Regions from separate parts of the Sus scrofa genome. Here all the other regions are linked to region 3. Evidence: chromatin contacts called from public Hi-C and HiChIP or PLAC-seq data. All regions are on one chromosome and are shown on one strand. The core of a region is the stretch at or near the end of the contact, and the rest is flanking DNA. Distances in the headings are between cores, read along the strand shown.

The links. A called contact is a pair of places that touch in the nucleus more often than the background predicts. HiChIP or PLAC-seq counts read pairs in DNA pulled down with a chosen protein or histone mark.
Region 1: an H3K27ac HiChIP or PLAC-seq map of alveolar macrophages shows a contact between it and region 3. The contact joins the promoter of EXO5 here to the promoter of NFYC in region 3. A contact is called at or near these places in 1 of 47 Hi-C or Micro-C datasets (heart right ventricle) and 1 of 2 datasets of contacts at active chromatin or transcription factors (alveolar macrophages).
Region 2: a Hi-C map of liver shows a contact between it and region 3, with 5 times the contacts expected there. The contact joins the promoter of CTPS1 here to the promoter of NFYC in region 3. A contact is called at or near these places in 2 of 47 Hi-C or Micro-C datasets (heart right ventricle and liver) and 1 of 2 datasets of contacts at active chromatin or transcription factors (alveolar macrophages).

What each region holds. Positions count from the first base shown.
Region 1 is chr6:170,653,996-170,659,053 of Sscrofa11.1, forward strand. EXO5 (exonuclease V) reads right to left here and starts at 3,130. Exons shown (of 3, transcript XM_003128112.4): 1 at 2,887-3,130; 2 at 2,037-2,370. It overlaps LOC110261413, which reads left to right and starts at 2,086. Exons shown (of 4, transcript XM_021097706.1): 1 at 2,086-2,127; 2 at 2,500-2,740; 3 at 2,979-3,040; 4 at 3,117-4,058. The coding sequence starts at 2,086. The coding sequence ends at 3,596.
Region 2 is chr6:170,230,905-170,235,411 of Sscrofa11.1, forward strand. It overlaps CTPS1 (CTP synthase 1), which reads right to left and starts at 2,201. Exons shown (of 19, transcript XM_005656199.3): 1 at 2,029-2,201.
Region 3 is chr6:170,483,206-170,488,116 of Sscrofa11.1, forward strand. NFYC (nuclear transcription factor Y subunit gamma) reads right to left here and starts at 2,807. Exons shown (of 10, transcript XM_021096986.1): 1 at 2,590-2,807. It overlaps LOC110261254 (a long non-coding RNA gene), which reads left to right and starts at 3,302. Exons shown (of 2, transcript XR_002345276.1): 1 at 3,302-3,363.

The sequences.
Region 1 (5,058 bases), core at 1,880-4,379, 170 kb after region 3:
CTGCCCTAAAAATATCTTGGAGAGCTTTTCTTTAAACCAGGCAACAAAGGCCATACATTATGTCTGATTGTTCTATCAAGTTTTTCTTTGTTTTGTTTTTCCTTTTTTGGACACCTCACAACACATGGAGTTCCTGGGACAGGAATCAGACCCAAGCCACAGTTGTGGCAACGCTGGATCGCTGGATCCTTTAAACCACTGTGCCAGGCCGGATCCTGTTGTGCCACAGCAGGAACTCCTCAAGTATTTTTAATCTTAAGAAAACAGGCAGATTATCTTGTGAAGACACTCTTTTTAAGCCTTGCTTCTTACTTCACACCTAACCCTGCATAGAGAGAAAACACAACAAAACAAGGTATGACCAGCCCACTAGTATGTGACCTTGGCTGCCAGGAAAATAACAAGGAATTTAAGACGAACTGAGGTAACTATGAGCCAAGTTTCTTCCTTGCTACTCTAATCAGCAATGAAAGAGCTGTAAGCACCAACTCCCGTGTTAAAAGCTTAACACCTGATACCTCAAAAATGGTATTAATATTAGTTATCATTGCTATTAACTAACTTTCAAACAGTCTACATGTCCCTAATGAAAGAATACACAGATAGCTGGAAGAAGAGTTATTTGCAATGAACAAAAATAATGCAAGGCTGAGATTTTTTTGGGTATATCCTATAAAGTTCCTGCTTTATGAGACACTTCATAGCAGTAAAACACAGAAGCTGCACATCTGCACAACTGTCTTAAACCATGTGCCTTGGATGATGATAGTTTCAAAATGAGTAATGTTACTTGGACCATGAAGTTCCTGAAAATGGAAGAGGATCCTCACCTTCCACCAAGAAACGCAAGTTAAACGGCCATTAACATGTATATTTTGGGTTGCCCCCACCCCACCACCCAACCCCTCTGCAGGGCAGCACACTAAATCCAAATCAACTGACCCTGAAAACTTCCAATATCTAGACCTGAGGTATATGACATGCAGCCACCAATCACATATAGCTATTTAAATTAAAACTAGTTAAAATTAAGTAAAATTTAAAACCCATTTTCTCAGTTGCATTCAGCACATGTCAAGTGTTCAGCAGCTACATTTGGCTGATGGGGACCACATTAAAAGGCACAGACCTAGAACACGTCCCTGATCACAGTGCTCCTGGACAGTACTGGTTTAGATTATTTCCTGTGTGCGTATTAATGCCCCAAAGAGAGTATAAGGTCCTGAGATGTATGGACTTCCTACTGTTCTACAAACAAACAACACTCGAAACAGAATAGCCCTTAACAGCTAGTGAAATGTTTGCAGAGAAGACATAAAAGGGAGGCATTATCTGTGGAATTATTCATCTAAAGAAGAAAACAAGGCACAAGGGATGGACAATTTAGACATAGATGTGTTGCTTGGACACTGCAGGAAAAAAATCCATGCAAGAGCATGATACAATGCATCGCGTCCCAAACGCAATTTGTATCTTTTGACAGGAGATGATTTTACATGGTACATAGACTAACACCTTCAGATACATCTTGGAGTGTATATAAAGCCTCTACAGCATCTGTCAAATGAATAATTTCATATGCAGTGTTTCTCAGGACAAGTTTGATTTTTTAAATAAATGTAAGTAAAAAATTAAAAATATGAGAATAACAATATAGGGAGTACATAGGTGTGGCAGAAATAGTTGGTGGAGGTAAGTGAATGGGGTGTTTGGGAAACACCAGCACAGAGAGTTTAGGGGTCCTACAGACCTGGATTCTGAACCAGGTTAGGTCAGTAGCATTTAGTAGTAGGCTACTTGTCCTACGATTACTCTTGGAAAAGTTTTTAGTTTTCCTGGGGCTGCTGACACTCCTTTAAAATTAGAAGCGCTCCTTCAAACCATAGGCACCTACCCAAACAACTGAATGATGACAGTATATACTTCCTGGCACTCAGCAAACATGAATCTCCTTCTTCCCAAGGAAGAGATGAGATAGTATAGCTATTCCCTCTGACAAATGAGAGTACATTTTAGGAGAGGAAACTTTTACTCACCTGGGACTTGGTTGATCTTCCTCCTCAAAAGGAAAGGCAGAATGCTGAAATGACAAGGCTGGCGGTGGAGAAAGAAGCTCTGAAAGATCAGGTCTGTAATCGGAGAATCCAGATTAGCAACTCTGGGCCTTGCTGTGGTGAACAGGGACTTTTGGTCCTTTCTCACGACCAGTCCCTCACATTGCGGCGTTTCCTCCTCTCTGATCCACACTGCACATTGTTGCCCACCCTAGATCCTGGGTAAGGCCCACCTCTCTCCGAGGGCAAATTCTCCGTGACTTCTTCGTTTCCCCCCAGTACCCTGGTTGCAGTGACTTGATTCCATCCCTGCTCCCTGCAAGTAAAAGTGTCAGCAATAAAAAAGGTCCCCCAGGAGCTCCGAGGTCAGTTCCCTCTTTCAGCCTCACCTCGACCCAGAAGTTCGGGCACAGATCTCAGGTCAGAGGCTTTTCCTCTCTGATAGGTTCCTGCCGCCTGCAGAACTGCCACTGCCTTCACCTTCAACATCCTGACTTGTTCGGTGCTGCCCGGACTTGCGGGCTCCGAGTACTTCTGCCTGCAGCGGGGACCTTCCCACCGGCCCCAAACCACCGTCCCCCCAGGAGTTTCATGCATGCCCGAAAGTCTACTGGGCACTCCCTACAAGGAGCAAGCAAGGGGTCGCTGGCCTCCGGAAGGGGTCCTAGCCGACAGCAGGGTCTCCGGCGCGCGGAAGATCCTGAACCCACAGGAGCAGACAAGATAAGCGGCTGCGCCGGAGCCTCTCCCACCCGGCAACCGCGGGGACAGATCCCTGGGCGCCAAAACGCAACCCCTCATCCCTCCACCCCATCTGCCGGGCTTCCTTTACCCTTAGATGCTCCTCCGAACCCCGGACTCCACCGTTCCCAACGCAGCTTTGGCATCGCTCCCCGACGCTTCCGCGGGACGCGCAAGTGTGAGTCCCTCCGAAGACCTTTCGTTGCCCACTTCGCATTAAGCCTCCAGGAAACCAGGCCCAGAAGGCCCGGCGGCTGCGCAAGGACCGCCTCCTCCCAGAGGCCCCAGCGGCACCGCCCAAGGACCGCCTCCTCCCAGAAGGCCCGGCGGCTGCGCAAGGACCGCCTCCTCCCAGAGGCCCCAGCGGCACCGCCCAAGGACCGCCTCCTCCCAGAAGGCCCGGCGGCTGCGCAAGGACCGCCTCCTCCCAGAGGCCCCAGCGGCGCCGCCCAGTCCTCGCGAGTCTGCGGCGCTAGCAGGAGTCCACCTCGCTGGATAGGCGGAGGGTTTGGACGCTGGTGTCTACGCTTGAGGAGGCCGTGCCTGTTCGCCGCTGGCCGTGCGTGTGGCTGGATTTGGAACGGGATTGCGCTGTTACTTGACGTCGAAGCTCTCTCTCACCCTCGGGGGCTCCCGGCTACCGCCAAACCAGTCTCTGCCCGTTACTGCTGCATCTGTGCCTTGTCACCGTGGATTCTGTGTCCCCTTCTTTGCACAGCTGAGGGGACAGCCATCCACTCACTTTCCAAAGACGGTAGTGCTCGTCTCATCAATGTGTTTTTTCTGTTGGCTTACTTTTAAATTAGCCCTTTTATTAGGAAATATAACGCAGTTATATCCTGAAGTATAATATAAAGGTTAAGTAATTACTGAACAGACATTTCATCATGTACAACAAAAAATAGAATGGTATCAGGCCCTTAACAAATACACTCCCATGCCTCCTTCCTGCGGAAACCACTAGCCTGACTTTTATGACAATTACTTTCCTTTTCTTTACAGTTTTATCACATATTTGGAAACTTGATTTATGACAAAAGCAGCAAGACATAGCAATGGAGAAAAAAAAGAATGTCTCTTCAACGAACAGTCTGCTACAATAGGGTATACTTATGAACAAAATATAAAATGAGACCCCTATCTTACTTCATCGCAACTCTCAATTCCAGGAGGATTAAAGGCCTAAATACATTTCCGACTTTTGAATGGGGAAAAAGTCCTTAAATAAAAATAGAAAAATGTTTTTTGTTTTTGTTTTAAAAACTGCAAAGGATATTTTGGGTCAGTTGGGGAAATTTAAACATGACACATATTAGATAATAGTGTCAATTGTGTATATCCTGAGTGTGAAAATGATTTGTGGATGTGTAGGAAAATGTCCCTGTTCTTGGAAATATGAAAGTTGAGGAGAATCTTAAGTGAAATCTGAGTGGTCATTGCTCTATTGAAGCTAGAGAGGTTTCTGCCTCCTCCCAAGTATAGCCTTCCTTCACCAGGATGTAATTCCCAATGCCACCGAAGCCCCTCTTTAACCCTTCCATGCATGGGCCTGTTATCTTCAAGTAACCGTTGAGGGAGCAATGGTGCTGGGTGGAATGAAGAGGATTCAAAAATGGTCATGCTATGGGGAAAAGAAATATCCTGGACAGCAGGACGATGTTCCCCCAAAACTTGCATTCTCAAATTTCAAAAAATATTACCCTTTCCCCAAAAGGCTATCTTAAGAAGCCTGGTCATTTAAGGCCCATCCGTTTACAAAAGTCATTGAATTAGTTCTTCCACCTTCAGGGATATCTGTAACCATGGAAATACTGTCGGACACAGGTATGTTTTCCTCTTTCCGTATTATCTTATTATCTTAGAGCATAGAATTTGTACCTCTAAATCACACTGATTAGTCTTCCATTTACGTATTTATATGGTACAAATGTTTATCTATATGAATGCTCTCTTGAGCTTCACTGTCCAACACAGTAGCCACGAAGCATTTATGGTTCTTAAGCACTTGAAATGTGGTTAGTTCAAAATGAGATATGCTATAATTATAAAATACTGTTATTTTGAAGATTTAGTTTAAAAAATTAATTTATTAATAGTTATATTGATTACATGTTAAGTGATAATATCTGGATATATTGTGTCATATGAAATATATTTTTAAAATTAAGTTTACTTATTTTTATTGTATTGCTGTAGCTGTTAGAAAAATTATAATTTATGTGGTTCACATGCATGTGGTGGCTCACATATTTCTCTTTGAAGG
Region 2 (4,507 bases), core at 951-3,450, 250 kb before region 3:
CCCTACTGACACGTGACTGTGAACTGGGCCACATCTTAGAGAGGTTCTAACCAGGCATATCCCTGAGTCGACACCCTGGTCTCACTGACTGGATTCTGGAAGTTTCTAGAAAGTCCTCCGCCATCTTGACTGGGTGATAGAGCAGGTTACTTCCCGAGAAGACGCGTCTCAACCATTTGCATTTGATTTGCCCTGATTTTACTCTGAGGATGACGGCCTCTCTTTGGGGGGCGCTTGCGGTCCCCCACAGCGCCTGGCAATAAATATTTCAACATGATGGGGGGAGGGGAGTGACGGGACTTGGTCCCCCCTATGTAGGTAAGTGGCATTGTGCCAGGCCCCTCGGGGGCTACAAAAATTACTCAGATTTGGGCCGACTTGTTTTTGGGTTTTTGGTGTGTCTTTTGTCTTTCCAGGGTCGTATGCGTGGCATATGGAGGTTCCCAGGCTAGGGGTCTGCTAGGAGCTACAGCTGCCGGCCTCCACCACAGCCACAGCCACACGGGATCCAAGCCACGTCTGTGACCTACACCACAGCTCATGGACACGCCAGAGCCCTAACCCACTGAGCGAGGCCAGGGATCAAACCCACATCCTCAAGGATACTAGTCGGGTTCCTTAACCACTGAGCCACCAAGGGAACTCCCTAGAGCCTATGGTTTAAGTTGCCATCCAGTTAGAGACAGAACATTTAGAAATACACAAGTGACCCAGTAACCCCAGGCCGCAGAGGGCTTAAATGGTGAGGAGAGAACTTTCAGCAGCAAGACCAGGGTCACCTACCACGGCCCATCAGAGGAAGTACAAGTCGGGAAGGGAGGAGAGGATCCAGGCTCCTCCTGCTGTGTTCACCTGAGACGGCAATGGCCTTGAAGAGAAAGGGGACAGAGGGACAGGAAGGCGACGGCTATCTACAGAACACGAGGGCAGCGCCCAGAAAAGAGACAGAGCGTGAGGAGGGGCGGGGGAAACGGGGGGATAAACTGGAAATTCAGGCAAGGACCAAATCACAAGGCAACCTGAAGCCTCATCTGAACTTTCACCTGAAGGTGATGAGCGATGGGAAGGTTTTCAAGTACAGAAGGGACACAAATCAAGATGCTGCAGAGGAACTCAGCAATGAAACACCAGCAAAGACGTTAAACGCTGAGATCGAATTCCAGCTCCACCACTTGTGGATGAAACCTGTCAAAACCACGGGAGGCGTCTGATGCCCCAGTCCTTACAGCTGTTAAATGGCAGTGAGACTCTCCGCATCGCCTGGGTCACAGGACTGCTGAGGATTCAAAATTACAATGAGTGCGGACGTAAGTGCGCCACGCACACGTAGTGAACTTCTTAAAATGCCGCATCCTCATCCTGGGCGGCCAGTGGGTAAGGGGGCCAGCGGGGTGGGGGGGCCGAAGCCGAGCCTTCCCAGCACAAGGAGGCCGTCGGGCTCCGAGGCCCCTTCCGCCCGCGGCAGCCCGGGCGCGCCGGAGGGGGCCGCAGCCAGGCCGCCGAGCCCATCCCCCACCGCAGCGGGCCCGTCTCGGACCTTGATCCCCTTCCAGCGAGGCTAGGGCCGTGCCCTGAGGCCGGAGGGGCGAGGGCCGGAGCAGTTGCAAGGAGCTGCAGCCGCCGGCGTGCTCGGGGAGGGCTGGGCAGTAGGGGCTCCTGCGCCTCTCCGGCCCTCTCCGTCTCACGAGCCACCCCCGGCCCTCTGATCAGGCAAGCCAGGCCGCGCTGACATGGGCGCTACCGGTCCCAGCGGCCCTTCCCGCCGCCCCACGCCCCCTGCGGCCGGTCTCCCTGGCGGAGCCCGGCCACGCGGCCCCGCGCGCGGGAGCCGGCTCCTAGCCGGCCTGGCCGCCCGCCCCACTCCCGCTAGGCACGCAGCCCATTGGGCAGGCCGGCGGGCCACCTCACCCCTGATTGGTGGGAGCGACGTCTGTCACCGGCGCTGGGGCCGTCCTGCTCCCAGCTCGGCTCCCGCCGCGGGTACCGGCACGGGAGAACAGCTCCCCGGGCTCCCCGGAGTCAGCCTACCTGCGGCCGGCCTTAACCCGGGCCGTCGGCTAAGGCGCTGAGCGGGCCGCGCTGGCGCTGAGCCCCCGGCAGCCAATGCACCAACCCGGCCGCATGCGCCGGGCAGTCTTTCACGGAGGCGGGCTCTAGGCGGTGCGCACGCAGAGATGGGAGGCGGGGCAGGGCGCGGGCCCTCCCTGGGGCGGGGCCTGGGCGAGCCGGGCTCACGGTCCCTGGTGCGCAGGCGCGGGGCGAGTGCGCTTTCCCGTGCGCGGGGCCTGCGGCTGGAGATTGTCCAGTGGTCTCTGCAGACGCCCAGCAGAGGCAGGAGGTTCGAGACTAGGCCGGTTATGGTGCGTCTGCCTTTCTCACGACCAGTGGTGCGGCCTTCCTCTTTTGAGGGGGAGGCTGTTTTGACCCCCCCCCCCCCCGGCACATCCATCACCTGGCTCCAGCCCCCACTCCCCAGCAGCCTTCTGGAGGCGGCGAGATCCATCACGCCTTAGCCCGGAACCGTCCGACCTTGAGCAAGGCGGCGAGACCCAGCCCATCTCTACGCGGCCCGCTCTGAACCGAGGGGCGCTGGCCATGTCACCCCGCCCCCGCCCCCGCCTCTGTAACTGGAAAGGCCCAGAGGAGGGCTGGGCGCAGACTCCTTCCGCAGCTGAAGGGAGGAAGAGCAAGTGAGGCAGAAACAAAAGCCGGTCTGAAGGCCCTGAGGCCCAGAAGAGCCTCCCAGTTGAGCTGGGGAAGAGCTTAAGAGAAGATCAGGCTGGAGAGGGCAGCGGCCCTACCACGCCCAGCATTTTAAACTGAGGATTTTCTTTCCCCTGAGGGCAGTGGAGAGCCTTAGAAACTTAGAGGGGAGGTTTGGTTTTGCATACTGAATACAGGCCCATGCTTATTTTTTTTTTCTCCAAACACTTTACAACAGTATCTTGAAAAGTAAGTCTCCCATCTGTGTATCCCAGTGTTCTGCTTTCTGTCTTTCTTTTTAAATTTTACTTACTTTTTGGAGTTCCCGTCGTGGCTCAGCGGAAGCGAATCCAGCTAGTATCCATGAGGATCTGGGTTTGATCCCTGGCCTCACTCAGTTAAGGATCCAGCGTTGCCATGGCTGTGGTGTAGGCCAGCAGCTGTAGCTCTGATTGGACCCCCAGCCTGGGAACTTGCACATGCCGTGGGTGCGGCCCTAAAAACCAAAAAATAAATAAAATAAATTTTACTTAAATATTGATATTCCCTTATGTTATATTTGAGTATTGTTGATTTACAGTGTTGTGTTAGTCTCAGGGGTACAGCAAAGTGATTCTGTTATTTTCAGTAATAACCTACATGGGAAAAGAATTTGAAAGAGAATAAATACCCGTTTTCTTCCTTGGAAGCAGTTTGTCTCAAGTTCTTGTACACCTTTGTTGAAGGATTTGAAGAAAAGACGTGTGTGATGTGATTTGTATTCAGGAAAATGACTCAAGCAAATGCATTCCAGCAAACCAGTTAGGAGGCTTCTGCAACGGCCCCGAAGAGTCTTCTGGCTTCTTCCATGTCTGAGTCACCACTGCTCCTGCTCTGCCAAGCTGCACTCGGCTCCAACTCCAAAACATGCTTGGGATGTTTCACAGCCACACGGCTTTCAAGAAGCATTTGGTGTTTATCCAAGTGCCTGGGACGTGATAGACCCTGAGAACATACTTGCCAAAGTAACAGCAGTGCTGTAGACGGTACAAAAAGAGACACATATCCGGCCACTCTCCTGAATGCCCACTATACCCTCTGCTCTCCTCCGCAAGCTTCTGCTTTCTCTCAGTTGACCGTCCTGCTTGCTGTTTCACTGAGCAAAGAGAAGCCATCAAGAGACCTTCCTTGAGAAGGTCACTGGTGGCATGGCCTAGTGGTTAAGGACACAGCATTGCCGTGTCATTGCCGTGGCTCTGGTTACTGCTATGGTGCAGGTTTGCTCCCTGGCCCAGGAACTTCCATGTGCAGCAAAAAAAAAAAAGAGAAAGCACTTCCTTGAGCTCCTACCACCCTATCCATCAGTCTGCTTCCATCTGTGCCCAAGACAAGCTCTGCCTTGTCTCCTGTGCCGTGGACAAGCTGCCTTTGCACCTAGAGGTCGGCCTCGCCTTGTTGCTTCAGGTGCCATATCCTGCATCATCAGTTTCCCCTCTCTCCTAGGTCATTTCCACTGGCAGGAGGCACTTTCTCCCACCCTAAAACAAAAACCCTCCAGGAGTTCCTGTTGCGGCTCAGCAGGTTAAGGACCAACCTGTGAGGGGAGGGGTTTGATCCCTGGCCTGGCTCAGTGGGTTAAAGATCTGGCGTTGCCACAAGCTACAGTGCAGGTCACAGAGGCGGCTCAGATCCAGTATTGTCGTGGCGGTGACATAGACTGCAGCAGCAGCTCTCATTTGACCCCTGGCCAGAAACTTCCATATGGCACAGGTGCAGCCATCAAAAGAAAAAAAATAAAAAGAAAAGAAAATTTAGGAGCTCCTGT
Region 3 (4,911 bases), core at 1,557-4,056:
TCCCCTTTCTGAAACGACAGGCTGGAGACACTGGACACGTAACCTCTCTGATCTTTGATTTTCTCACCTACAACGTGGGGGTGCTAGCGCCTACCTAACAGCAATGTGCTATTAAATGTGCTCCGACGTGTCAGTTCTCTCCCTCTACTTTTCCCTTCTCTCTTAAAAATTTTAGTTGTATTCACATAAAACAGAAACATGAAAACCACGGGAATAAGCAATCAGATCCTGCTGTATAGCACTGGGAACTATGTCCAGTCACTTATGATAGAGTATGATAATATGAGAAAAAAGAATGTATACATGTATGTGTAACTGGGTCACCTTGCATAAGTAGAAAATTCACAGAACACTGTAAACCAGCTATAATGGAAAAAATAAAAATCATTATAAATAAAAAAAAAGAAAAGAGGAGTTTCCATTGTGGCTCAGTGGTTAGCGAATCCGACTAGGAACCATGAGGTTGTGGGTTCGATCCCTGGCCTTGCTCAGTGGGTTAAGGATCCGGCGTTGCCGTGAGCTGTGGTGTAGGTTGCAGACACGGCTTGGATCCCACGTTGCTGTGGCTGTGGTGTAGGCTGGCAGCTGCAGTTCCAATTCAACCCCTAGCCTGGAACCTCCATATGCCATGGGAGCGGCCCAAGAAATTGCAAAAAGACAAAAAAAAAAAAAGAAAGAAAGAAAGAAAGAAAGAAAGAAAAGAAAACCACAGGAGTTTCTTAAAATCAGAATAAAAACTGAAGTGTTAACATCTATCTAAAGCTGAAAGAACCGCCTAAAATAGACAAGGAAAAATAAATTGGGACAACACAGAGGTTTACCATAAAAGTGTTTCCATGATCCCCAAACCTTGGGAGGAGCAAATGTAAAACAATCCAAGTCACTACAGTTCAACAGAAAAGGAATGTACCCCCAACAAGCTGCCTCTAATGACTCCCGATTAGAACAAAAGTTTTTTGAAATATGAACCAAATAGAGCTGACAAGTTCTGTTACTTAAGACAAGATGCAAGAACATATGCACTGGCATATTTTCATCCCAGGTTACTTATTTAAAACAATTTTTTTTCTTAAAGTGCCTATGAGGGTGGGTGTTTTTTTTTAGGCACACATAAAAGGAAATAAATGAGCCAAGATCCAGGCTCTGTCAAGCTCTCTTCCACTGAAGAGGAACCTAACAATATACTTTCAAACAAATAACTGTCAAATAGCTGATATTTGCTAGAAAGAATAGCTTTGGAAATCTGGGAACTCAGCCCTGACCTCTATCTTTCCTAGAGCAGTAAAACTTCATATAGAACATTTCAAAACTAGTTGTATGGTCCTGAGACCTGATAATTTATAATTACACTAATATAATTCTCAAATGTGACAATGTTTCCAAAAATGCTTCTACCGTTTCACTCCTATAGATTTGTTACTATTTAATGCTGTGCCTCCTATGTTCCGCATTCAACCATGCTTTCCTATCCAACAGAATCCCTCTCTTAGCCTGGGTCTGTTTATTTTCCTCCTCACATCCCAGGTCTGGTAACTGTGGATGGACTCGAGGGCTCCACCGAAAACCTCAATGTTCCAACACTGGCACGCCAGCAAAATTCCTGATCTGATCCTACTGTTCGGATATGTCGCTAAGGCCCTGATGCCCTCTCCTCCATGGCCTCAGACCTGACATCCACCGACATCAGGGTCACTCACTACCTGTGTTACACTCCTGCATCTAAGTCTAGCATCCCTGCATCTCGGTGATTCCCTCAAGCTGTAACTAGGGTTTAAGCGTTTCCAAGCCTGGCACCCTTGCAGCTTGCACGCCCCTATCCCGGACCATGCATGTTCCACGGAGGATACCTCTGGAATTTGGAGTGCCTCCCATTCCCGGCCATGCACAGGAACACAGGCTACCCCCGAAGTGACTGCCAGACCACCACCCTCTCTGCCCCCTGAAGGCCTTTACGGCTCGCTCCCAACCTCCTCCCCACGCCTGCGCCGTAGGAGGTCACCGTCCTGCAGCCCGAGCCCAAGACGCGCGCATCCCTACAGCCTCCGATCCCTTCCTCACCCCCTAGGCCGGAGCCAGCGCGACCAATAACGTGCCAGGTCCGCGGCCTCCCCGCCACCGACCAATCACGAGCGAGCCCCCCCGCAGTCGCCTTCCGCCAATGGGAGAAAGCCCGCGGGCCGGGCCGACAAGCTCACGGACCCCACGAGCGCAGCGGAGGCGACAGCGGCGGGCCCGGCGAGGACACAACATGGCGGCGGGCAGGCCGAACCGAACTGCAGCAGCGGCCGCGCGAGGGCAGTGAGGGCCGCGCCGAAGGCGGGAAGCGCCACCCCTCCCCCCGCCGCCGCCGCTCCCCGCTCCCGCTCCCTCCCGCGGACGCTCCCGCACACTCACACGCCTCCTCAGGAGTCCAGCGAGGAGCAGGAGCCGCCCCCGCGCCCTTGCGGCGTCGGGCAATGCAGAGACCTGGGCGCGGCGGAGGGGAGGGGGACGCGTGCGTCACGGAGAACGGAGCGCGCGCGAAGCGGGGGCACAAACAAGATGGCGGCCACGCCGTTTGCCCCGTCTCCCCCCTTCCCCTCCCCCCACCTTGGCGCCTTGACTCCCAGTGTCTTTAATACGCAGAAGCTAAGTTGCTTGAAGTCTCGCGAGAATTGCGAAGGGCGGCGGCACGGTGAGGCGGGATGAGGCGTGAGGCTTCTGGCCCCGCCCCTCGAGGCGGTCCGGAGGCGTTTGCGCTGCGACCTCCTAGGAGGAGCCGTCGCCGAGAAGCTGTCCTGTGTGCACACTTAGGAATTTTAGGGAATAAGCAGTTGTTGTAGGTCTTTTTTTTTTTTTTTTTTTTTTTTTTTTTAATTTGAGAGAGAGGAGCTGAGGGATGGAGGGCGACGTGGGAATGCCAGACTAGGGCGCCGTTAAAGAAGTTAGCTACCTGCACCGCGAAAGGGGGTTCTAACCCCAAAACTGAAGTGGTGTGTTCCACCAGAAAGAACAGCGCTTCCCAAGAATGGTCAGCTTGTAGCCTTACCTCAGCAGGGACGTTGTTTTCCTCACTCGAATGCAGTTTAAAACTTCTTCAAAAACTGGTGGAAACTGAACTGCAATGAGCATTACAACTTTTTCATATTTAGCTCTCTAAATCGACACAACAACTTAGTCCAAAGGCGTTATCATTATTTCCTTTTTTTTTTGCTTTTTGGGGCCGCACACGCGGCATGTGGAGCTTCCCAGGCTGGGGGTCTAACTGGAGCTACAGCTGCAGGTCTACACCACGGCCACAGCAACGTGGGATCCAAGCGGCATCTGCGACCTACACCACAGCTCACGGCAACGCTGGATCCTTAACCCCCTGAGCGAGACCAGGTATCGAACCCACAGCCTCCTGGTTTCTAGTCAGATTCGTTGCCGCAGCACCACAACAGGAACTCCATTAGCATTATTTCTTTCTTACAGGTGATGGAACTGAAGCGCAGAGGGTTAAATAATTTGATCAAGTCTCTGCAGCTCAAGTATCAAAGCTCCACTTGAATAGCTCCCAAACCTTTAAAAAAATGCATCGAATATATTTGAATGGCATTATCTACGGACAGTTCCTGTCAGGTAGCAAACACAGAGAGAAATGAGACTGCCCCTGCTGGTAGTTACCATGAATTTTACGAAGGATCTTGGAGCCTCTCTGAGGAGCCACTTGGAGCCACCCCTGCAGGGTCCTCAACCATAACATCAATATGTTGTTTCCTTCCTTTGAGTTCACGACCCTGGTGATAAAGAAGTAGAGCAGAGCGGAATTAACCCTTAACTCGAATTCAGGAACATTGTCTGCAGCCCTAACAAATCTCACTCCAGGCACTCAATCAATATTTGATGAGTGAATGAACAAAACCTAACTAGTTACAAGACATCTGACTTCCCTGAGTCTCAGATTTCTTCATCTGTAAAACGATCTAATTCCTACCTCCTGGGAGTGCTGGGGAGATGGAATGCAATTATGTAAGGGAGAATATATAAATTGCAAAAGTGTAAAGAAGTTAGTGGTAATATTTTCAGACAGAAATGGCATAAAAAGTTAAAAACAGACTTAAAATAAGAAATAGTCATGCTGGAGTTCCCGTTGTGGCTCACCAATAATGAATCCGACTAGTATCCATGTGGCTGTGGGTTCGATCCCAGGCCTTGCTCAGTGGGTTAAGGATCCAGTGTTGCTGTGAGCTGTCATGTAGATTACAGATGCAGCTCAGATCTGGCATTGCCGTGGCTGTGGCGTAGGCCGGCATCTGTAGCTCTGATTGGAACACTAGCCCCCCTGGGAACTTCCATATGCCACAGGTGTGGCCATTAAAAAAAAAAGTATATTGAAAGAAGAAAAAGAGAGCCAAAAAAAAAAAAAAAAACAGAGGACTAGTATGTTGAGATAGAAAAGCTTAGCGAATGGAAAAAATGCTACGTAAATCTCTACAAATATTTAATGAGCAATTATGGCATGTACTATGCTTGTGCAAAAACAAAAGTGCAAGAAGCAACACAATTATACTTGTAAAAGCAAAGTAAAAATGTGTAGGAAGCAGCACAAATTAGGATTATTAGTGATCATTATAATGAAGTGTTGACACTATATAGAGGCTGCAGTCGGTTTCCCTCGGAATTAAACTAATAAAAATGTACACATTAAAAGAAGTTAGCCAAGGGTGCTAGTAAACGCCTGTAACGACGACGGGTCGTGCTCAAGCACCGTCTGCTCAGGGGAAGTCAGGAAGGGTCTTCCCCGCTAGAGGTTAACCCTTCGGTCGCCAGGCTGTGAGGAGCAAATCCCGGGGGAGGGGTTTGTCCGAAGGCTTGGAACAGCAGCCATTTCCCAGCCGGTAGGAAAATAGTTCAGGATTTTGATAGTCAGTATGTAACTGGTAACCGTCA